Linked DNA regions of Mus musculus: all the other regions are linked to region 6. Evidence: chromatin contacts called from public HiChIP or PLAC-seq data. All regions are on one chromosome and are shown on one strand. Each heading gives the region's core, a stretch centred on a gene start, on an enhancer-like site or on the middle of the called end of the contact. The rest is flanking DNA. Distances are from core to core; before and after follow the strand shown. Region 1 overlaps Cyth1 (cytohesin 1). Region 2 overlaps Gm34418 (a long non-coding RNA gene). Region 3 overlaps Septin9 (septin 9). Region 4 has its middle 21 kb from the start of Gm34128. Region 5 holds the start of Dnah17 (dynein, axonemal, heavy chain 17). Region 6 holds the start of Birc5 (baculoviral IAP repeat-containing 5). Region 7 overlaps Cyth1 (cytohesin 1).

Region 1 (3,621 bases), core at 293-2,792, 330 kb after region 6:
TGGTGGATAATTAAGGAAAAAAGAAATAGCTGCCTGGAGCCTACTCAGGCCTCTCAGCCTGGAGCCTACTTGAGCCTTTAATTTTCAGTTTCAGATTTAGAAGCCACCTCCCATCCTGATTCTCAGCTGGCCTTTGTGAAATTCACATATTTAAATGAATTAAGTGATCAGGCACTCAGCAAGTTATCCTTCTGTCTCCTCTCCTATGATCCGGATCCCGTTCGAGTGCATGCTTTGCCAGCTGACATGAAGTGGCTCTGGCCCTGCTCACCCGGAGCAGCTCCTCCGGCAGGTCTCCTCCGTCGTTGATGCCTCGGTTCATGGCGATGAATCTCTCCACCGTAGGCTTGTCTTTGACATTGGGGTTGTGTAGGCTGGTGTTCAGCATTATGATTGCGAAGGACAGGACATAGCAGGTGTCTAGAAAGAGGAGACCAGGCTGTGAGAGCAGAGGAGACAGCTACCCAGGACAGGAGACACTGGCAGGAAGAGCAGATGAGCCAAGTGTACATATGTTCCCAGGCTTATGTTCCTGGAAGGGGCAAGGCACATGACCTCACTAAAGACACTCATTCTATTTTTCAGATATAAAAGAACAGGAAAACAATAAAACGGCTGGGAGTAGTGGAGCATGACGTTAGCCTCCATACTCAAAAGGCATATTTCTGTGAGTTCCAGTACAGCCTGGTCTATAAAAGGCCAGCTAGGGCTATACAACAAAATCTCAGACCAATACAATGTATCAAAAAGAAAAAATTAACTGCAATTCTATTTAGTAATAATTTGGTCTGCTTTATTTCTTCTGTATAAATGTGCCTATAAAATCACTTTACAGACACTATAATGCACTATCACCCGAGCATATGTATGAGATAGATACATACACAGGGGATAGGTATATACATTACACACACATATATATGCTTTTTTGTTAATCTTATCATTTTCCCATGCCAATATCTTCATAAGAACATAATATTTCTTTCTTTTTAAGGCAAGGTCTTGCTTAAGTAGCCTAGCTAGCTATATTCATAAATTTGCTTTTGAGACAGAGTTTCTCTGTGTAGCCCTAGCTGTCCTGGTACTTGTCCTGAAGACCAGGCTAGCCACAAACTCAGAGATCTGCCTCTTGAGTGCTGGGATCAAAGGCTACCACTGCCCAGTGTTAAGACATCTTTAATAGTTATATGCTTTGTAATTCTGAACCCAGTGCTGCACACACATGAGGCAAGCACTCCTCCACTAAGCACACCAGGTGTAGTGCTGGTCTTCTGGATACGTTCAGTCTTTCCAGGTTGTACACACCAGTAAGTAACTGTTCTTGGAATGGACTCAGCCTCTTGTCCTAGCTCTCCCTCCCCGACTCACACAGAGGCTCCCTCCCTCACCTGTAGACTGGAACACCCCAGTATTGCACTGACAGTACCGCTGGGCAAAGGCCTCCATCATCCGGTCAATCTTCTGGGCCTCTCCAGGGAGCCGGAAGCTCCACAGGAACTGCCTGAGGGTGAAGACAGGAGCATTGTTTTGACCAGTTTTGCTGCTAGTGTGGCAGTTAATAACACATGGGGAAGGAAGTGGGGGCTTCAGAAACTGAACAGAAGCAAATGTAACCACTGTGGCCTTAAATGAACTGAGAAGCCAAGAAGAACAGCCCCACTTTAGAGCAACACACAAAAGTGAAATACAGATCTTAATCATTTAAAATGAACTCTAAAGGAAGAATTCATTCAGGGCAGTCACTATGGAACCCTGTAAATCATATGGGACCACAGCCACAAGGTTAGTTCTGCAACACTGCATCATTAAAAAATCAGAGTTCAAAAAAAAAAAAATCTTAGGATTTATATCCACGGCAGAAAAAAAATGGCTTTAAAGGGCACAAAACAAGCTTGGTTTAAAAGCTGAAGCTGAAGCCAGTGGTGGTACATGCCTTTAATCCCAGCACTTGGGAGGCCGAGACAGGCGGATTTCTGAGTTCGAGGCCAGCCTGGTCTACAAAGTGAGTTCCAGGACAGCCAGGGATACACAGAGAAACCCTGTCTGGAATACAAAACAAAATAAACAAACAAAAAAGCTGAAGTTGAGCCATGTGGTGGTGGTGCACTTGGGAAGCAGAAGCAGGAGGATATCTTGAGTTTGTGGCCAGCCTGGTGTATAGAGTTCCTGGACAGCCAAAGCTACAAAGAAAAACCCTGTCTCCAAGGGGAAAAATGATAGTTGATTTTTTCCTTTCCTTTTCTTTTCTTTAACGAAATACACAGCTACCTAGTTTAGGGTAAGAAATGAAAGGGTTTTCTATTGTGAAGAGTAGAAATAATTTCAGTATTTAAGGACAGATCAGTCTGTCCACTCCCAAGACCAAGAAGCAGTCCTAGTGAATGCTATTCCACGCAGGCATGTACATGGCCTTCCTGAAAACTACTTCAGGACAGTCACAACCACCCTGCCCTACGGTGCCCGGTTGACGACACCCACCGCAAGGCCTGGACGAGGTTCAGGTCGGTGAACTCGTGCAGTTCCACAAACGCATGCAGGACCTGGATGCTGAACTCATCCCTACAGGAGACAGACAAGAGTGAGGAGCACACGTCGGACCCTGACACTGACCAAGACCCATCCTGAGCCCAAGCAGATGGCATCCCCAGAGTCCCAGCCCATCAGACCTCTCAGCCTGGCCATGCACAGTCACGAGGCTGTTGGCCTGGCTCTGTTTGCTAACTAAACAAGCAAGGCACCTCTACGCCCCTGGACAAGTAAGGTAATCCCTCCACTCAGCGCCATTGTGGCTCTGGCTGCCCTGGTACCACAGTCACCCACCCCATGGACTTAGGCAGCAGGGAGCTTACTTCTTCCACTGGCTCTGACCCAGCTCTAAGGGCCTCACCTCTCCCCAAGGTAGTCGCCGATGGCTGTCTTGTTGAGCCCCTCCCCTTTATACAGGAACTGGGCGATGTCCTCACAAGTGTTCTTCAGCAGGCCATTCTCGATTAAGAACTGGATCCCCTGCACAAAGGTCAGAAAGAGCAGTGATGCTGGCCTGTGGAGGCTGGAAAAATGAGTGCAGACCTGGAGCCTGAGCCAGTAAACCCCCACCAGTGAACATAGGGATGGGGGGACTTAAGTTAGAAATCAGAGCCCCAGACTCAAGAGCATGAGGGTAACCACCTGACACTTACTCCAGAGAACAGCAACTTAGAGTCCTGGTCCCCACTGCTCCACCCCCACTTAATACTCCGGCCACTGTCACTTCATTTTCTGCTTACCTTTTTAGGATCCATGTTAAATTTCTTTCTGCCCATGGCTACCTGTTTGTTCCTCTGCATGTTTTTCCTGAAAGACAAGTGTGGCCATTAGTGCTCTGGCAGCAGGAAGTTCTGGGAGGCTGGCGCAGCCTTCATGTGCAGCACCGACACTGTGGGAAGATTGCTCTAAAAGAATAAGGAAGCAATCTGGCCCGCTAGGCAAGGTCAGCCGAAGCCTCGGTCAGGCTCACTTGCCTCCTTCTCTCTAGATTCATGGTTTCTCTTAGAATTTTTTTTTCCTTAAACTTTGTTGTCTACATATTGTAGAATCTACCCATTTTGAATGTAAACCTGAATGGCTTTTAGTAAGCTTACC
Region 2 (3,739 bases), core at 150-2,649, 370 kb before region 6:
ACAAGCATTGCCCAGCCAGCTCTTTAAGCAAGCCTGAAGCTCAGCTCAGCCCAGCCAAGCCAAGCCCAGCCAGCTCCCATCACTGTCCACCAAGTCCTATTTATAATTCCCTCAAACTTCACGTGTCCTCCACGGGTCTTGCTTCACCAAGTGTCTTGCCTCAGCCCGTGTGTCTGTCTCAGTTGACATCGCTCTGCCCGTGTCCCGGAAAGCAGCAAGAAGCCATAGCACACCACTAGAAGGTTTTTTTGGTGCATTTCTCTCTATGGAGCCCTGACAAATGGAGCTCAACTATGCACTGTAAGACGGACCAATACATGCATGTCGTAAGTGAAGAATCCTTCATCACGTGTCCTTTCACATGCTTCCTTTAGCAGAACATCCTTTCACCTGTGTTTGCTTCGGCGAAATGTTCCTTTGTGTGTTTGCCCCAGCAAGACACCATCCAACACAACTGACTTTTCAAAGAACCCTTAAGTTTCCACTTCAAAACACAGTGGGCTGTTGAGCTCTGGGTGAAGAAAGTTACAGAAGTAATGGGGCAGGTCCTTCCCAGCCCTGAGCCTATCACTTCTGCAGGCTGTGTGTGCTCAGAAAACCATGCAGCTGAGATGGAGCTCAGGGAGAGGTCCTGGTGTGAACTGACTGCTGCTTTGGGGATACTGCTCCAAGAAGCCTCCACATCACTCCTAACCCAGGGAGCCAGGCCACGTGCAGAACATTTCCCTCTCTCCCCACTGCCTCTGAGCAGGAACATGAGGCGGCACCATGATCGCTAGCCTATCGCAGGCCATTTCCTGGGCCTTTGATCAACCTCAGTGGGGAAACCTCTAGGATACAGAAAAGGGCATCCAAACCCCCAGTTCCGTAGTCAACTCTCATTTCAATCAAGAGGCCCCAAGTTCACAGATTTAGATTCTTGGGAGCTGTGGTTTTTTTCTTCTTAAAAAATTGAGCTGCTGCCTTGCCTCTTTGAGGCCCCAGGAGTCTGAACAGAGATGGTTTCCAAATGGGTGGAGAGAAAGCGCCTGTGCCAAGCCCGAGGGACCTGGCTTTGGGATGGCTGATCTGCCATGTTCATCCCTGGATGGCTGTGAGCCAGGTATCTTCTGGCCAGGAAAGCCTCTGCCCTGAGCATCCTTCTGGCCCCAAGCCAGACCTAGAGCCCCTCCCTATTTGATGGCTAATGCTAAAGACTGGGCCAGGAAGTAGGCAGATCGCTTTTTGAGTTTTCCTTGGTTATCCTCTCAGGACACCCACTCAGCCTCCGTCCGTCCTATGGCTGATGGGGAACCTCCTCAAACCCTGAGGGATCCAGAGCCTTTTATTCTAGGGGTGCTGTGGGTAGAGGCATTTCCAGCTGCCCTCACTCCCTGGGCCCATCTTCTGCTGTTGTTCTTGCTGTGTTGATTTGCATGCCATTTTGCTTGTGGTCTCCATGGCAACCACCACCAAATGGCCTAGGGATAATGGAGGGGCTCTGGGTAGGGGAGGGGGAAGCCTCATGAGTGGTTTTGACTTCAAAAAAAAAAAAGAAAGAAAAGAAAACAGTGATTCCGCAGCGCAGCGTGCCTGGCAGAGGGGCAGCCCTTCCCCCGCCTGCAATCCCTCAGCGCCCCTCACCCAAGGCTTCTTTCTAACTTGTGAGGGGGAGGGAGGCAGTATCCTGGAACAGGAGTCCTTGCATCTGGCTTCAGAACAATGGGAAGAATCAGGGAAAGCAGTGGCGGCCAGAGGAGGGAACCCTTGGGGGCAACCAGCGCCTTCTGGAACCATCTGCAGCTTCCAGAACAAATCTCCAGCCGGCAGCTCTCCTGCTCCGGCCATCTTTGCTCTCCCTCTTGCCAGGTCCCTCCACCCTTCCCAAATCTCCTCTCCACAAGGAAAGAGAGAAAAATAGAAGCATGACTTCATGTCTCAGGGCCTGGCTCCTGGGTGGAGGATCTAGAGGAGTTTAATTGTTCGCATATGTCCAGCTCTAGCCCTTCACAAAATGTGTTCAGGGCCGTGAGCTGCAGCGGTTGAAAAGCTGGGGAGATAGCACGGGGATTGTTGGGCTTAAAGATGAGCAGACTACAGCTCAGGGCTGTGAGTGCGGCACAAAGAGGGGGACCCAGGCCAGCTCTATGGAGGGCTGGAAACCAGCCTCCGATTTATGTTCGATGCACTTAAGTGGACCGAGCTTTCTTCTCTTCATCCATTCCGTGCGTTTCTCAAGCTAACTTCTCTCCTGCTGCCAAGGCTCTGTGGGTGCTGGAGGTGAGCTCCTGCCTCCCTCCGACCCATAGCCCCGTAGAGCTTGGCCCTGTTGCTGCCTGAGGCCAGTGGCTGGCCTGACGCCATCTCCTTGCTCTCTGAGTCGCTCTGCTCTTTCATGGCTCTTCTCTCCTTCCAAGGTGCAGCGGTTCCTTGAAACATCCGGATCATCCAATAAACATCTTTACAACAAGAGACCACACCTGCCCCAGACAACAGGAAGCCCCACAGGACAGCTGACCCATGATAGTCACTAAGAACCGTGGGAGCTGAGGCTACCCCCTTCCCCACCCCCCCACCCCCCCACCCCCCCACCCCCCACCCCCCACCCCCAGCATAGAAGCAGTCATCTCTTGGATGGATCTGGAGTCATGGAAAGTTTTTTACCTGCTTCCCCAGGGTGGCGCTGCTTGGCTCTGGGTTGGATGTATTGGGGCAGGTGGCTGAGCCTCACTTGTTTGGACTTTGGGGAGCAGAGACTAACAATGAACTGGTAACAACCAACCGCACAGTGCAAATGCAGCACACTGCCTAACATAAGACAGAGGGAACCACAACACATGGCTTGCGGAGCTGGGCGAGCACACACTGCTATTCCTTCATGAGAGGATAAACTGGGGTCCAAGAGAGTCTAAGCGGGCTCAACCCCCAGCACCACATGAACTGGGCATAAAGTAATTATGGCAGCACAGGTCTATATTCCCAGCACTGGAAAATAGAGGCAGGAGGAGCAGAAGTTATAGGCTGCTATCCTCGGCTACAATCAAGTTCAAGGCCAGCCTGGGATACATGATTAATCCTTGACACAGCAACAAATGGAATCCTAAGAAATACACAAGGCAGAGAGGAGGGAGGGACAGAGCAGGTGGGATAAACAGCAAGGACAAGGCAAGATGTCGGACATGAGCCCCACCCCAGAGACAGCCCATTAAACAGGAACAGTCAAAACCCTCCAGCTGAAAACCAGAGATCAGGAGCTGGGGAAGTGGCTCTTCAAGCTCGAGGACCAGGGTTCAGATCCCAGGTAGGGCATGATGGCCTGCCCAGAGATCCTGGAGCAAACCGCTAGGAGAGAATGTGGCATTGACCCTATGCACAGCTGTGCTCCAAGCTCCCTGAAAATGGAAGCTTTGCTCGGCTGAGCAACCCCAGGGCATTGGACAGCTGCTACCATGCTCCTAGAGAGGCTCTGTAATGTCCCTGGATTGACATCCCTATGTAAGTGTGCATATGTGCACGTGTTTCATTGCCCAGGGCTCAATACGAATGATATATGGGGATTTAGGTGGCAGTTGGAACAACTGAAGAAAATGGTTGTGATACCAAAGCAGTGAGGTCTGTGTGCATGCACACGTGTGTGTTTATGTATGCACATGCGTGCACACACATATGTTCACATGTGTGTTCACAGGTGTATGTTCATGTGTGTGTGTGAATGTGTGCACACATGTATGTTCGTATGTGTGTTCACAGGTGTATGCTC
Region 3 (3,634 bases), core at 875-3,374, 500 kb before region 6:
AGGCGTTCATATGTCGGAGAGTGAAGGGGTGGCATGTGCATTTGGCTAACAGCAGCTGCATGCACCATGTTCTGTGTCTGTCACCCTCCACCTTCACAATGGTCTTAGGGGACAAGGATTATCTTTGTGTGCACAGTGTCGTACAGCTCAGATATTTGCTCAATCCCACTGTTCCATGGTACGTCAGAGGTGGGAGAAGGTAAAGGGGCCCAATTCCGTGTCACCCTGGGTGCTGGGGACACCGGCCATTGATTTGAAGCAAAGACAAGGTAGGACTAGGATATGTGTCAAAACTGTCCTTCCAGGGCTGGGGAGATGGCTCTGAGTAAAACGCGACCCAAGTTTGGTTTCTGGAACCCAGGTAAAATCTGGGTGCAGGCATGTGGGTACCTGTGGCATTAGTGTACCGCCAATGGGAGATAGAGGGATAACTAACAGCATACACAGCCTTGAATAAGACACCCTAACTGGATTTGTGGTGATAAAACAGAGGGGGGACCATTGTGGTATAGCTGGAGACAGCATTCCCAATAGTGGGGGCAGGGGCAGGGTACCCAGAGTTCATTTACACTTCCAGACAGTTCTTGCATATATAGACTTGGACAACAGTAGCTATAGATACCAAACACTTAGTGCAGGACCTGGTATATGGAGTCTTGATACATGCCTGTTGAACTGTGATGAGCATTTGTCTATCTGTCACCTCTCCATCCGTTCATCCATCTACCCACTTGTCTGTCCATCCATTCACCTGTCTGACCATCCATCTACCCACCTGTCCGTCTGTCTGTCCCATCCATCCATCTATTCATCCATCTATCCGTCCATCTACCCGTGTCTGTCCATCTACCCATTCGTCCATCCACCCATCCATCCATCCATCCATCCAACCACCCATCTGTCTATCCACCTATCCATCCATCCGTTGTCCATTTGTCAGTCTGCCTGCCCACCCATCCTTACTCTCTGTTCAGGCAGCATTACATGACACTGCTTGGTCATTCATTTCAACAGTGCGTCATAGGCTGCCCTGAGGCATTTGCTCTACTTGGTTGGTTGCTTCTCCTTAGAGAACTAGGTCATGGTGTGAGGATCTTTCAACATACACTGGTGCCGAGGGATTCGTGTTCCCTGGTGGATGGCTAGAATTCTTGGGTTTCAGGATCTCCCCAGGACAGGGATCTGTAGCTGCAAGAGTGAGTGGCTCATCTCAGTTCTTCTGCCTGTCCTTGTTGGACTCCATAATACAGTCACAGGTTTCTTCTTCCTTAAGGTCCTGTGGTCACGCCCTCTTGCACCAGCCAGGACCAGCTTCTCTCTACCTGGCCCTTAAGACCCTGCCTTCAGTCTCGTCCTGTCCCATGTCATGCCCTGACCCCCACCCCCACCACAACAAAGTGAATGGGGCACCCGGAAGCCTTTGGCAGTATCAGCTGACCTAGGCAGAAAAGATCTGTATCTCTGGGGTCAGGCCTTTGTCCACGGGATTTCTGGCGGCAGGGGGTAGGAGGGTAGAGGGGTAGGGCGGGGTGTCTACTTTTTGTTATTTCAAATGATTTCATAAGTTGGGGGAACCTTTGACCATGTTTCACCCACCCCAAGCTCTGGTGTATGTCAGCAGCTGACAGCAGCTGATAGGACAGGGGTCAAGGGATTGGGAAGCAGCTCTGTCGCCTCCCCCCCCTTAGGGGACATCCCTGATAAGAGGAAATTCTTGTAATAAATGGCCAGTGTCCACAGTGGGGTGATGGAGTGGCCTCTCTCCCACCCCCTTCTTTCTCCATAGACATTTGTCAAGAGCAAAGGGAATCTGTGGCCCAGCAGCCTCGATGGCCCCTGCTGCAGTAGGACATGCCAGTGGCGTCCTGGGTAGGGCTGGATCTTCAGGTGCAGCTGTTGCTGTTGGAGATTCCTGGGGGTGGGCAGAGTCAGGGCTGCCTTCCCCGATGCTGCTATGTAATAGATGACCCCAAGGATGGGCCCAAGCAGGGTGGTCAGTGGACCCCGGAACCGGAACCGTATTTAAATCCCTGACCCAGAACTTTGGAGGGCTCTGCAGAGGCCTTAGTGTGCTGTTGGAAATCTGCTGTGGCTTTTGAGGAAATGAATGAGAAGGGCTTGCAGGTTGCAGCCTGCCCTGAGCAAAGGTTGATGTCTCAATAGGCCCAGCCTAGTGAGAAACTGCTAGCTGTAAATGAAGAACAGAAGGGGTCTCCTCGAGGGGGGTGGGGCGCCCCTGGACTTGGTCCAAGTTTGCCTCTGTGGATTGGGGCCAATTGAAACCACGTTGGCAGAAGTACAGGGCTCCTTGAGAGTCCTCCCTACAATAGAGGGGAGGTTGGGTGAGGGAAGCTTGGCAAACAGCCAAAGCAGGGACCCTACTCCCTTCTTTGGGATGCCTAGGGCCCCTGCCTCTGCACACCTCCCCACCCTGCCCTCATCGAAGGAAAGGAGGAGTGGATGGGATGAAGTCTCAAACTTCTCTGTCCGTCCCAGGCCCTTATCGGACGCAAGGTCACAAGCATCTCCCAGCAGAGAGCAGCTTGCGGAAACCACATCAGGGCAGTGTTAAGTCCCCTCTTGGAACTTGGACTGGGGAAGGCACTCCAGCTGGGAGAGGTGGGAAGCGCTCCCTTTGCAAATCCCTCTCTACTGAGGCCAAAGCCAAGGCCAAGCCTTTGTGTTGGGTTTCCAAGTGGGGGTCCGGGGGCGGTGCAGGAGGAGTCTCAGATTTCTGGCATCCATGCTTTTAACCAGACTCCAAGGAGACACTTCCTGCCCCAAACAAAGTGTGAAGTGTAATTCGATTTGACTTACTTATCAAATTAGATGAGCCATGTGCACTTTTAAAAAGTTCGGCTTTTGAAACCGGGCACATGAATTTGCAAGATTTGATCATTTATATGCAGTTTCCATCTTTGGAACAGGACAGGGAGCCTCTTGTGACATTTATGGGGAGCGCAGGGTCCTCCGGTGAGTCAGCAGGGGCCAGGGCACTGTGAAGGCAGGGTGAAGAAGATGGGGGAAGTCCCAGCTCCCCAGAAAGCAGCCTTCCACATCTCTGCCCACCCATGTGCTGACAACCTGGGTCGAGCCGCCCAGGGAGTCAGCTGCTAGAGCCTTGACCCCTCTAACGTGGGCTCCTCAGACTTATGTCCCATGCTCCTTGACTCTGTATCCCTCCTGCATTTGTCCATCTCTCCAGCCACAGAAGCTGCTGATCTAGATCATCTGTGTGGTGTGTGTGTGTGTGTGTGTGTGTGTGTGTGTGTCCATACGTGTGTGTGCGCAGATGTACAAGCAGGTGGAAACCAGAGGAATATGCTGACCTTCGTCAATCACCTTTTTTTGTGTGACAGGGTCTCTCACTGAAGGTCTGTCAGTTCAGCTTCTGGAATGCCTCTCTGTTTCCACAGCCTCCAGCTCTGGCACATAGAGTCATCATTGGCTCTTACAGGAGTACTGGGGATTTGAACTCGGGTCCTCAGTAATTCCATAACAAGTGTTTTTATCCACTGAGCCATTCTCCCAGCCTCAAGTCCTCACTTTTTTGTGGCGTAACATTCCTGTATCGGGGAGTCTGTGGGGGTTTGTCGTGGCTCCATTTAAAATCTTACTCTGTAAAGCTTCCTCC
Region 4 (3,981 bases), core at 601-3,100, 460 kb before region 6:
TTCTAGATGGTGATTTAGTCACAGATGACAGTACAGGGGCTGGAGCAGCAGATGCGCCTGATCACAACTTTGAAGGAAGGAGGTTGGGGCTTCACTGTAGGAACAGCACCCTCCCCCCCCCCCAAACTCTGGAAGGAAACTGGTCTGAGGGGACCTGAGCTTGTAAAGTGGGTGGGTGTAACCTCAGGGACAGGACTGGGCAGGCTGAAGAGGCTGTGAGTAGGGAAGGGCCCAGAGGCTTCACAGCCCTTTCCTCAAGGCTGATGTCTGGAGTTAAGTAAGGTGCTGGCTGGGAGCCTCAGGAAGAGATGATCCAGTTCTGGCCTGCTTTGCTCTGCTTATGGGTGTTTATCTACAAGGTCGCAGCAGTTGGGCTGGAAGGGCTGGGGACCCCTTTTTATCGGGAAGAACTAGGGTGGCTATGCAGCTTAAGGTTGTCTAGAACATTCTCTCTCTCTCTCTCTCTCTCTCTCTCTCTCTGTGTGTGTGTGTGTGTGTGTGTGTGTGTAGATGTGCATAGATGTTTTGTCAAGCCTCCACTTCTGGCTCTGGAAGGTCTCTTCCAGTGAGAACTGGAGCTCAGGAGTCCAGGGCGGGATGCCCTCTCTGTGCTTGGGATGGGCAGGAGCCAGAGACAGAGTTTCTTGACCACAGACCGGGTGGTGTACAGTGTCCTGTCAGAGACTTTGTGACTGGGCCTTAAAGGCAGAGAGATTCCCATTTGAACCTTGAATAGGAGCTCTGCTGAGAGAGGTAGGTATCTTTGAAGAAAAGTACAAGAGAGTTGCTGTGGACATCGCGGTGCAGGGGAGCGAAGGCTTGAGTCAGAGCTCCAGGGACAGAATCCTGTTTTCAGACCCTCTCCCCAGGGACTGGAGTGTGGCCTTTGTAGACTATAGAGACCTGATTGCAAAGAGAGACAGACAAAAAGAGAGGTGTGGGAGGGGGAGACAGAGAGAGACAGCAAGAGAGACAGAGACAGAGAGACAGAGATAGAAAGATAAACAGAGAGACAAAGAGACAGAGAGCAAGAGAGATGGAGACAGAAAGAGAGATGAGGGGAGGGGCAGAGCACGAGAAGCCAGCGCGGGAGGTCGGGGGACATCAGTTCTAATTGTCAACTCTACACAGCCTAGAGTAATTTGGGAAGAGTGTTTTCAGTGAGGGATTAGCTAGATCATGGTGGCCAGTGGACATGTCTGTGGCGGGATGGTCTTGACGTCTGTAGCTGATGTGGGAAGACCCAGCCTGAAGGTGGGTAGCACCGTTCCTTGGGTAAAGAAAGCAAGCTGAGAACTAGGCACGCAAGCTGTTTCTCTGCTTTGGCTTGCGGGTGTGACTGAAGGATCTGGCTTCAAACTCCTGCTGCTGTGACTGCCCAGTAATGAAGAATTATAACCTAGGCTGGTGAGCTAAACTAAATCCTTTCTCCCCTACGTTGTTTGTTTTAAAAACCACTTTTAAAAAAGAGAGTTAGCACTGGAGAGTTGGGTCAGGGGTTAAGAGCACTTGTTGTTGCGAAGGACCCGGGTTCAATTCCCAGCCCCCACATGAAGGCTCAGCTCGGCGCACCTCAAACACCAGCAAAACATGAAAAAATACTACTAAAAAGGGATTTAAAGCTGGCTCTGAAGGTGTGGGTGCGGATGAACTGGTCCCAAGGGCATGAAAGCAGGAGAGAGCTGACCTTGCCTCCAGCGGATGGCAGGATTGGGTGGCCCAGACAGACAGGGCTGGAGAGCGCCCCCTAGTGGCGCGGATGTGAGAGCGCCTGATCAGCTAGCTCAGCTTCCACCCAGGTCCAGACTCAGGGCTTTGATTTGACCCATCCCCAAATCTACAACATCTGTGAACCGTGGGAGCATGGGAAAGGGCCAGGCCTGCTGACCCAGAGCTTGGGATCTCCAGGGCACAGGGCAACAACAGGATAACCGGGAGGAGTCCTGGCGAGGATCCAATATTGACGGTGTGACAGAAACCAGAGACCTTGAACCAGACCAATGACTCATTGCGACGGCCATCTGCCAGTGAAGATGTGTGGACTGAGGGACACTTTCTGTGGGACACACTGCGACACAGCACAGCTTCCACGATGAGATGTTTCCTAGGCTTAGTCCTTTTGCTTGTGTGGGTTTTTTATTTTCTTTTGCAAGGGCAGAGGGAAGATATGAGGGAATGGGGAAATGAGTCAGACTAGGGTGCGTGATGTGAAACTCACAAAGAAATCAACCAAAAATTTTTAAAAATGAGAGCTGTCTTTTAAAAAACAATGAGTATGTGCTTTCTTTCAAAATAAAATCAAAGTTCAAACTAGAAAAAAAGAGATCTAAAGTTTTTAACTATGTGTGTATATGTATGTGTGTGTGTGCAAATATGTGCGTGCAAGTGCAGGTGTCTGTAAAGCCAGATCTCTGTGAAGCTGCAGCCATAAGAGGTTGTGAGCCACCTGGGTGGGAGCTGGGATCCTGAGAGCCAAAGGGAACCAAACCTGGGTACCCTGTGAGAGCAGTCTGCTTTCTTAACCACCGAGCCATGCTTCCAGCTCCCTAAGTCCTTTGTTATCACAGCAACAGAAAGGACACCAGGACAGGGGAGGGGACGTGTGTGACCTGACACTCACCACACTGCTCTGGTCCAGCAACTTCACTTCTCTGAGCTTCACGGTACCAGTGAACTGGAAATAATTCCTGGTAACAGAGCCTGCTGGGGGTCACCTCATTAAACAAGAAAGGGTGTGGCTCACACATCTGGGAGGTGTCTATGGTCCCAGGGTTGTAGAGTTCTCCAGGATGTCCAGGTCTCGCCTTCCCAAGGACCAGGTGACACACGGTGGGGGGTGGGGGAGGAGAGTGGGGGCAGGTGAGTAGAGACTCATCCATCGGTCCTCCTGGGCAGCAGAGCTTCTGTCCCTCCCTGTACTTGAAGGACAGGCAGGAAGTGGTGAGGAAGTGGCAGCCCCAAGCCAGGAGGAGCTCAGTCTTTCCCAACTCCTGTGCCTCAGGCAGACACCAGGCCCCCAACAGAGCCCTTCCCTCCCAGTCTATGTTTCACGTCTGGGCCTCTGGGCTTTGCAGTCAGTTTCTTAAGCAAACAGGACACTTTATTTATCTCAGGTCAAACTGCTGAGAGGTCAGAGGGCTGGGGACCAATCTTAATTTGCAATGACCAGATGAGGAGGTCATGTTTTCAAGGACTTGGATGGTCCCTTGGGGGGGGGGTGGAAGGGGGTAGGGACTGGCCTGGCATTCAGTCCTCAGCCTTCTGCCCTTGGGCTGGGAAGGTGCGCAAGGACAGGCAGACAGATGGCCAAGGCAAGTTGCTCTAAGGGACATCGGGCACCACGCAGGCAGTTCCACCCAAACGGCAGCAGACACTCAGCTCAGATCTTCTCTTCTCTCACCTCCCCTGCTGTGCTGGGTCCTTTTTTTTTTTTTTTCTCCCTTCCACGGTCCCACCCAAGCTACCAGCAATCACATACTCCCTGAAGGAGTGTTTCTCAGGCGTGAACGATGGTCCAAAAGGATGGTGGCATTGAAGATGCCTTCTTGAAACTACCATCTTGGGAATGTCCCCAAGCCTTAGGCAGACGCATCAGGGACCACAGGAATTGGACATGGAGGTGGGAGTGGGGAGATGACCCCCTCCTGCTTGGACATTGGACAGAAGACAAGAAAAGTTGTATAGAAAGTTCAAATGATAAAACTATGAGAAAAATCATTGAAGGAATGTCTTGGGAGGCTGAGGCATGAAGATAGCAAGCTAGAGGCTAGCCTGGGCTATGTGAGACTCAAAACAAAACATAATGTTTGGCAGTGGTGGTGCACTTCTTTGATCCCAGCACTTGGGAGGCACAGGCAAGCTAATCTGTGAGCTCAAGGGCAGCCTGGTCTACAAAGAGAGTTCAAGGCTAGCCTGGGGTACACAGAGAAACCCTGTCTCTAAAAAAACCAAACCAAGGGCTGGAGAGATGGCTTAGCAGTT
Region 5 (3,977 bases), core at 1,110-3,609, 280 kb after region 6:
TCCCTGCCACGAGCCCCTCGGCGAGGCATTTCAGAGCCAGCTCGTGGGATTACCGTCTGAGCCGTGCAGTGATTACACATGTGTGTAAATGGAGAGGGAGATACAGGTGGGTCCCCCCAACCCCTGGTGTAGATACTGCTGAGTGGTTGCATTTTGCCGCTGTGCTAGCCTACACTTGAGCGGCTCATGACTGTCGATCATAGTCAGTCTGCATTTAGCCCGTGGCTCACGGTCATGGCTTGGATCCCGCACCCCCACCACCCCCAGCTGCCACCCACCTCTCCATGGAGTCCAGCGTGCCGTCCAGGCTGCCCAGGTGCTCGGGGATAGGCAGCAGGGTTTTCCCTTTGATCTTGCCTCCCATCACAAACATCTCGTTCTTCAGCCTGTGGACCTGCTTCACAATGTCTTCTGACACCACCCGGGGCCAGCCATCCATGTTCTCACTCTGGTTTAGCAGCGAGTAGAGGACCTGAAAGGAGACAGGGCGCTGCCATCAGCTCTCCATGCCTCACAACTGTAGCACACACTCCTTGCAGGAAGTTTAAGGACTAAGGTAGGCTGGGTTATGTCTCTATGTTCATACACACAGTTCTACCACCTGTGCCTTAATATGTGACCGCATGGGGAGACGTGTGTGTGTGTGTGTGTGTGTGTGTGTGAGTGTATGTATGTGTGAGTGTGTGTATGCATGTATGTATGTGTGTATGTGTGAGAGTGTGTATTATGTATGTGTGTATATATGTATGTGAGTATGTGTTTTTATGTGCGAGTGTGTGTATGTTTGAATGTATGTGTGTATGTATGTGTGTGTATATGTGTGAATATGTGTATATATGTGTAAGTGTATATATCTATGTATGCATGTATGTGTGTATGTATACATGTATGTGTGTGTGTGCGTGCATGTATGTTTGTGTGTATGTGTATGTATGTGTATGTGTGAGTGTGTGTATGTATGCATGTATATGTGTGTGTAACATACACACATAAACCGGCATAGAGGTCAGAGGTCAGTGTGTCTTCTACCTTGTTTTGGAGCAAGGTCTCTCATTGGACCTAGAACATTTACCAACTGGACTAGATGGCTAGCATGTCAATGGGCTCTTCCGTCTCTGTCCCCAAGGGCTGTCATTACAAGATGCCATGGCCACACCTAGCTTTTAATGTGGTGTTGGAGCTGGGAACCCAAGCTCTTCTGTTTGTGCAGTAAGCCCTGTGTCCTCTGAGCCATCTCTCCTCGGGCTAATACAGCCTTTGAAGAGGCAATGAGGTAAGTTAGGACAGCAGCTGAGCCCTAACTAGTAGGACTTGGGACCTTATATGAAGAGATCAGGACACAAAAATCTATCCGGTAGGGGAACTGGGAAAGGTGGCCATCTAAGCCCAGGACAGAGGGGTAACAGGAGAGGGCCAGCTGACCCCTGGGCCTTGGGCTTCCAGCTTCAAGAGCACCTGGCACTAGAGATGCCGCTGATTTGGCTGTGGCCTGCCAGGCTTCCCAGTCTCGGCTTGCAGGCCCTGCGGAGTGACCTCCTGCCTTCACATTCCTCTTTGAACAAGCACAGGCAGAGTCCTGGGTCCTGTTCTATGGTGACTGGGAGGATACATAGGCTGTTAGTGTGGCCCACTAGAGGCTATCCTCACCCCACTGCACTGCCAAGGGTAAGTATGACGTATAATAGCGGCAAATACCGAGGAATAGAAAAGATCCTTCCTAGCTCAAAGACCCAGAGACAGGGGAATCACCCAATGGTTCTCAGATGGCCTACACCTGGAGTGACAGAAGATGGCAGAGAAGAGAGGGCAACTTTAATGCAGGGAAGAGGGCCAGCCTATTGGACTCCTGCCGCATCACCTGGAGTGGGACTGTCTGTATTTCCAACCAGCTCTTAGGTGAGCCACTGGGAGATGCATTCCATTGGAACAGCAAGGTCTTAGGCTCTTCAGAGTCCTTCTCAAGCTTTGCTGTTCCAGCTCCCACCCCACTCCCACCTGGTCCCACCCTCCCAGCCCAGGCACACCTCCTCCACTACTGCAATCAACTGGTCCACGGTGGTGGGGCTGATGTCCCCGTAGATGAGGTGGGTCTTGTAGTTGTCCTTGGTGATGTTCTCCGGCTTCATCTTGATGAAGTAAACTCCTTTGGACTTGAGGGACTCTGGGAAGCCCAGGCAAGGAATGATCATACCAGCAGCATTGAGCGTCAGCACCAGGACAGGGTTATCTATTTTGTCGAAGAATTCGGTGAGCAGGGCCATGTTCTCCTCTGCTCCAATCAGTTTGCCCCACTTGTCTGCCTTGAACTTGAGGAGGACAGAAGACACTGTCTCCAGATAATCGATTCTGAGGTCTGGCATGCTTGTCACCTTTCCTTACACCACCGTCCTCTGTGGAATGAACAAGCAGATTACAGCTGGCTTCTGGGCCTTTAGAACTACACAGACCCTCCTTCCAAACCACACTGGTGAAAGGGGCTCATGGGCCTTTCTGTTTTTATCTGTGGTTGCGCTGGTGACAAGGGCGTTTTCCTGCCCTGGTGCAGGGTCATCAGGTAAACAGGGTACCCCTGGGTTGTTATGACCACAAAAGTAAGTGAGCTGGGAAAGAAGATAGGTGGACACAGGGAAAAGAGAAAAGGAAATGGCTGTATCAGTGTGGGGGTGGGGCACAAAAAGGGGAGGGGAGGGGGGAGGGGACGGGAAGGGGGGAGGGGAGGGGGGAGGGGGAAGGGGAGGGGGGGAGGGGAGCAGCTGAGAAGAAACCAAGGGAGGATTCCTGAGATCAACCAACCTCTGGCATCTGCACACATACAAAACCTGGGCTATTCAGCTCCTCAGGCCTATGGGTGGGTGTCAGCCTGTTCCAGAATTGGCTATTGCCAATGTCAGCTTTTGGAGGCCACATCGGAAGCACTCAGATCCTAACCTTTGACTAAGGCTCAAAGATTTTGTGATGCTACCACACCCGGGTCCTCAAAGTGCCATCCCACACCAGAACAGGGGCTCAGTCCCAGCCCCGTATGAATGGGAAGGTGCTGTGTGGTGTTCAGGGACCCAGGGCTTTCCTAGAGCTTAGGGTTTCTCTGTGATAGGTTGCAAGATAGATATAGAAAGTGAAACAGAGAGGAAGTAGGAGGGGTGGAGAGGGGAGAGAGAGAAACTGAGAGTGGTCCCTGAGCCTGTCTGATATGGACTAGGGGAGCTACAGCAGCACCTCCATCACACAGGAGGAGCCATGCAGCAATGTCTGTGGAGCACACATGACTCATGGGTGCTACTGCAGCTAACCCCTCCCAGTACCATGTCATTACTACATGTAGACACTGGAATGTGAGTGTTTAAGGGGGCCCTCCTCCAAGGCTTGCAAAGTCTGTGGTACTGCGGAGGTTGAACCCTCTAGTTAACCGAGGCACTATTTCCTGGGGTGCAGGCCAGGAGATGGAGGTTTACAAAACTGTCCCACGAGTGCTTCTCAGGCCCACCAGCCCCTTAGACTGTCAGGCTTGGGGATGGCTGGCTCAAGGGCAGCTATAGGGAGGGTACCTGGAAGACCCAAAGAGGAAGGGGTGGGGCCATGGCAGTCAGCTTGCTGGCCTGAACTCCTTCTGGCCAGCTCTGAGCATAGATCAGGGACAGTGCGTGGCAAGTCATGAGTCTGTTGCCAGCTAGGACCTGGGCTCCTACCCTGTGTGCTAACGCCCCTCAGCTCTTCCCCAATCCCCTAAGCTGCTTCACAGTGGCTCACCGGACCAGTGTGTGCTTCTGTCAAGAGTGGGTGAGCCCTTTCCCAGCGGCCAAAGGAAATGGCTTCTGTTCCTCCAGAGGCTCCAACTGCCACAGAACTTTCGGAGTGTCCTCAAGGTACCTGGAACTTCTAGAACATTCTCCTGGCTACTTAGGTAGCGGGGCAGGTGATGGGTGCTGTTCACCATTCAGAAACAGGAAAGTCTGGGCTCTGAGCCTGCAGACAGCAGA
Region 6 (3,635 bases), core at 166-2,665:
GCAGCAGGTGGAGCAGCAGCAGGGTCGGGGAGCAGGAGCAGCAGCAAGCAGTGGGAGCACGGGGAACAGCAGGGGGAGGAGCAGCCTCTTCAGAGCACCCCTGTCTCTCTCAGGGCTCAAGGCATTTATACCCTCTAAAGACTTCCCAGAATTCCAAACAATAAACGCTCTCCTGAAGTTGGCAAAAATCACACCCTTGCGCAAGGCAAACCCTAATTATTTGCTGGGAAGCCACCTCTTACTCCACACCTGGGATTAAAACAAAAACACATTCATAAAACATAACTGGGCTTTTAGAGAAACTCAAATTCTCACTACAGGGAAGAGTCCTATCTGAACCGGGCCATGAGAGAGGAGAGGAAGAGATGAGAGAGGGAAGAGGACCAAGAGAGAAGTGGAAAGTTTCAGACCAAGGGAGCAAGCTGTAGAAATGGCTGGTCTATACAGGGAAGAGAAGCTCAAACGCTGGACTGGTGAGGTTTAGGATAGGGGCAGGGTGAGAAGAGCTGGGGGGAGCCACAGGAATTGATACTTGATCCATGTTTCTTCGGGACGTGACAAAACCCCTCTTGTTCCAGCTGCCTATGTGGTATGATCTGTTCTTCCTCACAATCTGTGAGGTGGCCTGGAGCTCATTGGAGGCCCACTGGCAGGAAGCCTACTGAGATTTATTGAAAAGGAAACCGAATTATCAGGGCACTCGTTTGCAACGCCAACCTGGGCTGTGTTCGGGGCATGCCCAGCCTGCTGTCTGCAGTGTGAAGCTCTTTAGAAGCCACTGCAACCACAGGCCGCCCGACAGGAACAGAGACACTGAAAACGGGCCCGCAGCAAGGCAGGCTCAGCAGCCAACAGTCACACCCAGGAAGCAGTATTTTTCTTCTGCTCCTGGACTCTCTTGCGGTGTATGGCTGCTTCCCTTTGGTCTGAGCCAGGCCGATGGTCTCAGAAATAGACACCCATTGACTTTCTTTTCCAGCGCTGGGACATACAGACCCCGCCTCCATCCCAGGGTGTCTATAGGAAGGATGGCGGCTGCTGCAGGGAGGAGGGTCTCCTGTCTTCCTAAGGGCGCCCCTCCACCAGCCTGTGGGTGGGTCCGAGGCACTTCCATTCCGATATCTAGCTGGCCAAATCCTGCAAACCTTGAGGCAGGAAGAACCTGCAGAGCACATGGGACTTGCAGCGGACATGCTTTAAAGAGGTGCCCCAGGCCCGTCCACCGCCCTCGGCCACCCTCCGTGTCCTCTGGGGAGCAGCTGCGGAAGATTCGAGTCAGAATAGCAAGAAGGAACCGCAGCAGAAGGTACAACTCCCAGCATGCCCTGCGCCCGCCACGCCCACAAGGCCAGGCGCAGATGGGCGTGGGGCGGGACTTTCCCGGCTCGCCTCGCGCCGTCCACTCCCAGAAGGCAGCGGGCGAGGGCGTGGGGCCGGGGCTCTCCCGGCATGCTCTGCGGCGCGCCTCCGCCCGCGCGATTTGAATCCTGCGTTTGAGTCGTCTTGGCGGAGGTTGTGGTGACGCCATCATGGGAGCTCCGGCGCTGCCCCAGATCTGGCAGCTGTACCTCAAGAACTACCGCATCGCCACCTTCAAGAACTGGCCCTTCCTGGAGGACTGCGCCTGCACCCCAGAGCGAGTGAGTCCCAGCTTCCAGCGACTCCACCCTGGGCCCGACGGTGCCTTAGTTGTGTGACCCGGGATCAGAACCCGCTATCCCCACCCTCGCTTCGTACTGTTAGCCAGGCTGCTTTGCTCTGCTCTGTCCTCCACGAGGCCACCCCCCCCCCCCGCTCTCCCCACCCTCTGCCTGAACCACTGTTAGCCTCCGGGCCTCTTCCCACTGTCCTCAGTTCTCGGCCCGGAACGATCTCTGGGAATCATGGGATAAGGTCAGACTGTTGATCCCGCTCACGAGCTGTCATTTTCAGATGGCGGAGGCTGGCTTCATCCACTGCCCTACCGAGAACGAGCCTGATTTGGCCCAGTGTTTTTTCTGCTTTAAGGAATTGGAAGGCTGGGAACCCGATGACAACCCGATGTAAGTCCCACAGGCTACTCTCGGTGGGTTTCCTGGTGTTCCCCTTCCATTGAGAGCCTTTTGGGTTGAACTGGAGTTGGGACAAACCATTTGTATTTAGTAGAAGAGCATGCTTCTTGCTCAAGTGTTCCAGTTATACAGCTCAGACTAGTCTTGAATTCTCAATTTCTGCCTTGGTTTCCTGAGTGTTGCCAACATGCATGGTTTTGCCTGAGGTTTTTTTGTTGTGTTTTGTTTTTGTTTTAAAACAGGGTTTGTCTGTGCAGCCTTGGCTGTCCTGGAACTCACTCTGTAGACCAGGCTGGCCTCGAACTCAGAAATCCGCCTGCCTCTGCCTCCCAAGTGCTGGGATTAAAGGCGTGCAGCACCACTGCCCAACCAAATTTTTAAATATGTTATTATTACTTAATTTATATTTCTATTTGTGTATGTTTGGATGTGGGTGTCATGGTGGATGTTGGTGTCAAGACAGCTTGGGGGGATAACTTCTCTCTTATTGTGTTGGTCCCTGGAATTGAGCTCAGGTGAGCAGGTTTGGCAGCAAGCATCCTCACCTGGGCCATTTCAGTGGCCCCTGTTTGGTTTCAGACCCCAGGAGTAGGAACTGAGGTGCTTATTCTACATATCAAAGCAGACCTGGACTCCAGGCTCTCCCAGCATCCCTCACTCCCTCCCTGGCATACTTTGCCCCCAACTCTGAACTTCCAGCCCAGGAACTGGGCAGCCCTTCCCCCCAGAGGCTCCACCCTATATAATCCAGGCATTTTGGACTTCTCTTCTTCTCTCTCTACATGTGTTCTTTCTCTCACCTTCCCATGGTGACTCCCCTGGCCTCAGTCCTTGAGCCCAGTGAATTCACCTGGGAGCAGCTTTCCAATAAACCTGCATTTCATAACATCTAATCTGGCTTGAATTGGTTCATTTAACCAGCAGAGAAATAATTTATAATCCTGGACTATGATTCATTAAAAACAGGTCTATTGAAATATAATCCATCTACTGCAAAAATCAGTAGCTTAGTGACTTTTTAAGGTCTTTTTAAAAATCTAAAAAAAAAAAAAAAATTAAAAAAAAAAAAAAGGCTGAGAGCTGGCTCAGAGGTTAAGACCACTTGTTGCTTTTACAGAAGACCCAGGTTTGGTTCCCAGCACCCACCTGGTGGCTCACAATCAATTACAACTCCAGTCCCGGAGGATCTGAGGCCCCCTTCTTGCTTCTGAGGACACTCAGCACACATGGGACACATCTACACAGAGCACTCATACATGCAAAGCAAAATTTAAAAAGAAAAAAAAAAGACTTAATGTTGTCTGTCTTTAGAGCTTACAAGCTGTGTTCTAACTGCAGTCCTGCATTGAATGCTGTGACGTACCATATGCAGGACAAGTCCTCTCACGGGCGTGTGTGAGTTAGCGGAGTTCCCTGAGTAGACGTGTGCTAAAGCTTTATGAACATTCCTGTAAAGTGGAATGATTTCTAGCAGGTCTTTGGAGGAATTCAAACAATCTTGTGTGTGTGTGTGTGTATGCATATGTACATGTATGTATAATATACATGCGAAGGTTGAGGGACAATTTATAGACATTGGATCTG
Region 7 (3,828 bases), core at 1,185-3,684, 370 kb after region 6:
CCAGGGAGACACTTTCCTCCACGGCAGAGAACACACAGTATGATCCACAGGGAGGAATGATAAAGCTAATGCTGAATCAATCTTCACAGCACACTTCAATGTGGCTACTGTAGCACCTTTAAATATCTTTTGAGTGAAGAGAACAAAAAATTTACTTTAATTAATTAACGAAAAAGTTTAAAAAATAAACTTAAAAAAAAAAAAAAACCCGCTTGTATCCGGAGACTGGTCTATGCTGCCCTCTGCTGGCTAAATGAATACACTGTTGCTCGCCATGGCTGTTAAGTTACCTTTGAAAGTGTGTTTGGTGCAACCCTAATGTAGGAAATACATTTTGTGATTATGTGGCAACTTTCAGCTTCACTCTCCCTTAGGGTTTTTCTTCCCTCTTGATGCTTTGAGACTGGAACTCACTTTGTAGTCTTGGATTGTCTCACATTCATTATGTAGACCTCTGCCTTCCAATGCTGGCACAGGCTTACACCACTATGCCAGCATCCCTCTGTCCAGCAAGCCTTCCCTTGCCCAGGGTAACTACAGTCAAGTGTGTACTGAATGCTCCGCTCAGATTTGGCCAACACTGCGGAACCTTTATGAGCCATTCTGTCTGGCACTTTGTCCCCAAGTGTTAAGTATGGGGTTTACTGAAGGACACAGGGTGGCAGCTGGAACAGATGACCACAAAGCAGCTAAGAACGGAGTTCTGAGGCTGAAGAACTCCAAGCTCAGAGGAAGAATAAAAAAAAATTCCCCCGTGGGAATAGTGGAGAAATTGGAGAAGGAAAGAAAAATGCCTTTTGAGAAAACCAAGAACTTGGTGGCATCGTCTGGCATTTACTTTAGAGGTGACCTAGAAATAACAAATGCTACACAGAAGTCACCATCTCAAAAGATATAACCTTTGGGGTGAGGAAGCCCCATCTGAGATGGAGGACAGTTTCAGACAGAGCTGCGCAGCACAGGAGTCCCCTCAAGAGCCAGCACGCCTGGCTCCTACTCCCACTCTCCTCGTTACTCCACTCTTTGAAAACAACTGTGTGCCCAGTCACACCAAAGCTCATTCTCTTCCCAGGCAAGGAACCTACTCCAGAGAGTGGACTACAAGAAGCAGGGATGGAGAAAAGGCAAACAGGAGTCCTATCAGGAAACTGATCCATCACACTGCCGGATGGTCTGGCAAGATCTGTTAGCTAAGAGACCAGAGCCTTCAGTCTTGAGAATCCACCCAGTGAAATTTAAATACATGGATGAGTTCGCAAAGTAATAGAGAGATATTTCTGCAGGACTACTTGATCTCTCTGAGCTATTTGACTGAGGCAGAATAGGCATTCTCTAGTCATCTCATCCTCACCATCATCATCTCTAATTCAAGATGAAGTATGCTTAGGGGTGAAGGAGGTGACAGCCATCTGCCCTGGCCCTTCTTTGAGCACCCTCCCACCTTGCTCTCCTCTGCACCTCACCCCTCCCACATACTCCCCCTGTACCTCACCCCTCCCACCATGCTCTCTCTTGTACCTCATCCCATGGTACCACATAGGAACAGTTTGCCTAAACTCTGAAACTCCTAAATGGCAGCTCCTTGCTACCAAAGCTTCACAGGCTAGCAGTGGTGGCCTTTAATTCCAGTACTCGGGCAAAGACGGGTGGATCTCTGTGAGTTTGAGGTCAGCCTGGTCTACAAAGCAAGCCCAGGACAGCCAGGGCTACACAGAGAAACCCTGTCTCAAAACAAAACAAAAAAAAACAAAAACAAAAACAAAAAACCCACAAAACAACAACAGCAGCAGCAACAATAAAACAAACCTTCATGGACAACAAGAAGTTTTCTGAGATGTGAAATGCCAGTCCAAAACAGACAAAAAACCAAAAAACCAACCTGCTATTAAATAAAGCAGACATTGCATAAGCAGCCTGAGTTGTCTTATAAACAATACTCACTGACAGCATGCCTTCCTGCTCTTCCTTCCTCCTGGTTGAAACTGCATAGGAATGTGTGATGACTGTACTTCTGTGGAAGCAGGGCAAGCACAGTGGATAAAACACAGAAGTAACAATCTGGGGCCCACTCACAGCCCAACAGGAAACCTCCATCCAGCCTTGACAATGGTCTCCAGGCCATTTTCTCTGAGTTCACCAAACACCCACATGGCTGCCCTGTGGGGAGGGTGGTATGCAGCAGACTAACAGCACGTTCTATGAGGTGTCATGGCACGAGGCTGTACCTCAGGCTCTAACCAAGGGTGCGTTCCACAGAGACTGTGTTTGAACAGAGAGCATTCTCCACCATCCGTCTGCTGCCAGGACCCGTGGGAATTGTGAGGTATTCAGAGCTGAGTTCCAGTTAACGGAAACAGCTCTTTAGTGTTCTCTGAACATTTCTGAATGGGCAGAAGAGGCGATGAGGTTTCCATGAACCATCTTATGTGACTACTGCCAGGAACTGTGAATGCAATGAGCTTACTCAGATGGTACACCTTCCATGTAAATGCCTTCTGCTCAAACCTCAGAATACCTCACCTATTTCATTTCTAAAAATGTAAATATTGTTCTTTGTCATCCTTTGTTAAGACAGGCTGTCTGTAATGCAGATGAGCCTCACCTCCCTACGTAACTGAGGATGACTTTGAACTCCTGACTCTCCTCTACCACCCACATGCTAGGACTACAGGCGCACACCACCAGAGGTTCCCACTACATTTAACTGGCAAGTCTCTTCAGTCACTTTCAGCCCACGGCGGTCCCTCAGCAGTCACTCCAGGTTTCAGGGCTTGACACCTGAGCAGCAGCTCATCAGTCCCTCAGCCTCCATCTGTCAGCTTCGGACTACACGGAGGTCACGCGATTAGATAAGAATAACACGTAAAATGAGGTCGCCTCTGGGTCAGAGGTATGTGGAGGCAACCAATCTTTTTGTCAGCATCGATGACCCTGAACACTGGATGAAGGAGAGTAAGGCGGGCTTCTGTGAGGCTACCTGTAACCGCACTCCAACCCCTAGACTAGTGTCTCACTGGGGGACTCCTGCTCCTCAGCATCTGCTTCTGAGTGGTAATCCCACTGCCAGTGTCCTCACGGTGGCTCAGCATTTCTAAACTCCACTGCTTTCTGCCATCACAGGATCTTCCAGGCTGGCTCATTTCGTGATTTGTCACATCAGGCCATGGCATCACTATCTTGCCAAGGACTGTGGAACCTTTTGAATGTAGATGGTATTTGGAAACCAAGACCAGGGTTCTTGGGTGCACTGAATGAACAGCTGTAGCTGTGAAGCTGCTCCAACACCTGCAGGAAGAGGCACTCACCACTCTCTCTCCGTCCCACTGGGTGACCCCAGGGGTGCCAAGCACACACGCGCCATGCTCTGTTGGCTGAGTTCTCATTGCTGGTGGTAGATGCTCTACATGGAGCCCGGACAGTGATCCTCTGGATCTATGTGCTACTCCACTGCCACTCTTAACTTTCTTCGTCAGGGCTTTTGCTCCACAAAGTTCATCTATCTATAGTCTAGTCTGTCAAACTAGTCTTTATGACTTCTGGGTTTAAAGGAGGGTGACTTAGGAGTTAGTGTTCCCAATAAAACTAAAATTATCACCAAATTTATGTCTGTCTGTCTGTCTGTCTGTCTTTAATCTAAACTCATTCATCTGCAGTTGATTAAAATATAAAACAACAAATGGATCTAAATTTCTCTCTGAATGGATAGTTAACTGTCATCAACATCTGTAGAAATGTCACCAGGATCCAAAACTCCCAGGAGCCAGCTGCCTGGGCCTGGGCTGGACAGAAGTCACCTGCTCTCTCCAGATGAGAATTTTCTCATCTAGA

What was found. HiChIP or PLAC-seq counts read pairs in DNA pulled down with a chosen protein or histone mark.
Region 1: a contact with region 6 is called in an H3K27ac HiChIP or PLAC-seq map of large pre-B cells, with 3 times the contacts expected there. The contact joins the enhancer-like site here to the promoter of Birc5 in region 6. A contact is called at or near these places in 13 of 39 promoter capture datasets (the C10 cell line, the SN4741 cell line, cranial neural crest and 8 more), 2 of 115 datasets of contacts at active chromatin or transcription factors (the 230-238 cell line and large pre-B cells) and 2 of 9 other capture datasets (adipose tissue and embryonic stem cells).
Region 2: a contact with region 6 is called in an H3K4me3 HiChIP or PLAC-seq map of embryonic stem cells, with 26 read pairs. The contact joins the enhancer-like site here to the promoter of Birc5 in region 6. A contact is called at or near these places in 1 of 39 promoter capture datasets (cranial neural crest), 3 of 484 Hi-C or Micro-C datasets (CD4 T cells, CD8 T cells and embryonic stem cells), 6 of 115 datasets of contacts at active chromatin or transcription factors (embryonic hindbrain, embryonic stem cells, pancreatic cancer cells and 1 more) and 1 of 9 other capture datasets (liver).
Region 3: a contact with region 6 is called in an H3K4me3 HiChIP or PLAC-seq map of embryonic basal ganglia, with 4 times the contacts expected there. The contact joins the enhancer-like site here to the promoter of Birc5 in region 6. A contact is called at or near these places in 1 of 39 promoter capture datasets (embryonic stem cells), 14 of 115 datasets of contacts at active chromatin or transcription factors (craniofacial prominence, embryonic basal ganglia, embryonic forebrain and 9 more) and 1 of 9 other capture datasets (adipose tissue).
Region 4: a contact with region 6 is called in an HNF4G HiChIP or PLAC-seq map of pancreatic cancer cells. The contact joins the enhancer-like site here to the promoter of Birc5 in region 6. A contact is called at or near these places in 2 of 39 promoter capture datasets (embryonic stem cells and stem cell-derived epiblast-like cells), 5 of 484 Hi-C or Micro-C datasets (B cells, the P5424 cell line, embryonic stem cells and 1 more), 29 of 115 datasets of contacts at active chromatin or transcription factors (the 230-238 cell line, T-cell acute lymphoblastic leukemia, bone marrow-derived dendritic cells and 18 more) and 1 of 9 other capture datasets (pancreatic islet).
Region 5: a contact with region 6 is called in an H3K27ac HiChIP or PLAC-seq map of embryonic stem cells, with 4 times the contacts expected there. The contact joins the promoter of Dnah17 here to the promoter of Birc5 in region 6. A contact is called at or near these places in 2 of 39 promoter capture datasets (the C10 cell line and macrophages), 2 of 484 Hi-C or Micro-C datasets (B cells and memory CD8 T cells), 15 of 115 datasets of contacts at active chromatin or transcription factors (the SCID.adh cell line, bone marrow-derived macrophages, effector CD8 T cells and 8 more) and 4 of 9 other capture datasets (adipose tissue, embryonic stem cells, liver and 1 more).
Region 7: an H3K4me3 HiChIP or PLAC-seq map of pro-B cells shows a contact between it and region 6, with 4 times the contacts expected there. The contact joins the enhancer-like site here to the promoter of Birc5 in region 6. A contact is called at or near these places in 1 of 39 promoter capture datasets (embryonic stem cells), 2 of 484 Hi-C or Micro-C datasets (both in liver), 15 of 115 datasets of contacts at active chromatin or transcription factors (the 230-238 cell line, the NIH/3T3 cell line, T-cell acute lymphoblastic leukemia and 10 more) and 3 of 9 other capture datasets (embryonic stem cells, liver and macrophages).

The regions. Positions count from the first base shown.
Region 1 is chr11:118,182,494-118,186,114 of GRCm38.p6, forward strand. Cyth1 (cytohesin 1) reads right to left here. Exons shown (of 14, transcript NM_011180.4): 4 at 3,267-3,333; 5 at 2,888-3,006; 6 at 2,479-2,559; 7 at 1,389-1,501; 8 at 272-420. Among named protein-coding and RNA genes, the nearest start is that of Gm38514, 47 kb to the left of the region's middle. Within about 2 kb of position 1,543, at least 17 of the 459 cell types and tissues checked have an H3K27ac peak or open chromatin away from gene starts, as enhancers often do. A contact at or near this core is called in hematopoietic stem and progenitor cells, where this site is marked.
Region 2 is chr11:117,477,657-117,481,395 of GRCm38.p6, forward strand. Gm34418 (a long non-coding RNA gene) reads right to left here. Exons shown (of 2, transcript XR_389180.4): 2 at 1,916-2,408. Among named protein-coding and RNA genes, the nearest start is that of Gm34418, 3.5 kb to the right of the region's middle. Within about 2 kb of position 1,400, at least 108 of the 459 cell types and tissues checked have an H3K27ac peak or open chromatin away from gene starts, as enhancers often do. A contact at or near this core is called in embryonic stem cells and stem cell-derived neural progenitor cells, where this site is marked.
Region 3 is chr11:117,342,952-117,346,585 of GRCm38.p6, forward strand. The region is part of intron 2 of Septin9 (septin 9); the gene reads left to right. Among named protein-coding and RNA genes, the nearest start is that of Gm51932, 9.2 kb to the left of the region's middle. RefSeq lists an enhancer at 74-3,634. Within about 2 kb of position 2,125, at least 83 of the 459 cell types and tissues checked have an H3K27ac peak or open chromatin away from gene starts, as enhancers often do. A contact at or near this core is called in craniofacial prominence, embryonic basal ganglia, embryonic forebrain and 3 more, where this site is marked.
Region 4 is chr11:117,388,366-117,392,346 of GRCm38.p6, forward strand. No RefSeq gene overlaps it. Among named protein-coding and RNA genes, the nearest start is that of Gm34128, 21 kb to the right of the region's middle. Within about 2 kb of position 1,851, at least 41 of the 459 cell types and tissues checked have an H3K27ac peak or open chromatin away from gene starts, as enhancers often do. A contact at or near this core is called in pancreatic cancer cells and trophoblast stem cells, where this site is marked.
Region 5 is chr11:118,126,860-118,130,836 of GRCm38.p6, forward strand. Dnah17 (dynein, axonemal, heavy chain 17) reads right to left here and starts at 2,360. Exons shown (of 81, transcript NM_001167746.1): 1 at 2,025-2,360; 2 at 279-472. The coding sequence starts at 2,360.
Region 6 is chr11:117,847,822-117,851,456 of GRCm38.p6, forward strand. Birc5 (baculoviral IAP repeat-containing 5) reads left to right here and starts at 1,416. Exons shown (of 4, transcript NM_009689.2): 1 at 1,416-1,640; 2 at 1,933-2,042. The coding sequence starts at 1,530.
Region 7 is chr11:118,220,522-118,224,349 of GRCm38.p6, forward strand. The region is part of intron 1 of Cyth1 (cytohesin 1); the gene reads right to left. Among named protein-coding and RNA genes, the nearest start is that of Cyth1, 26 kb to the right of the region's middle. Within about 2 kb of position 2,435, at least 30 of the 459 cell types and tissues checked have an H3K27ac peak or open chromatin away from gene starts, as enhancers often do. A contact at or near this core is called in the 230-238 cell line and pro-B cells, where this site is marked.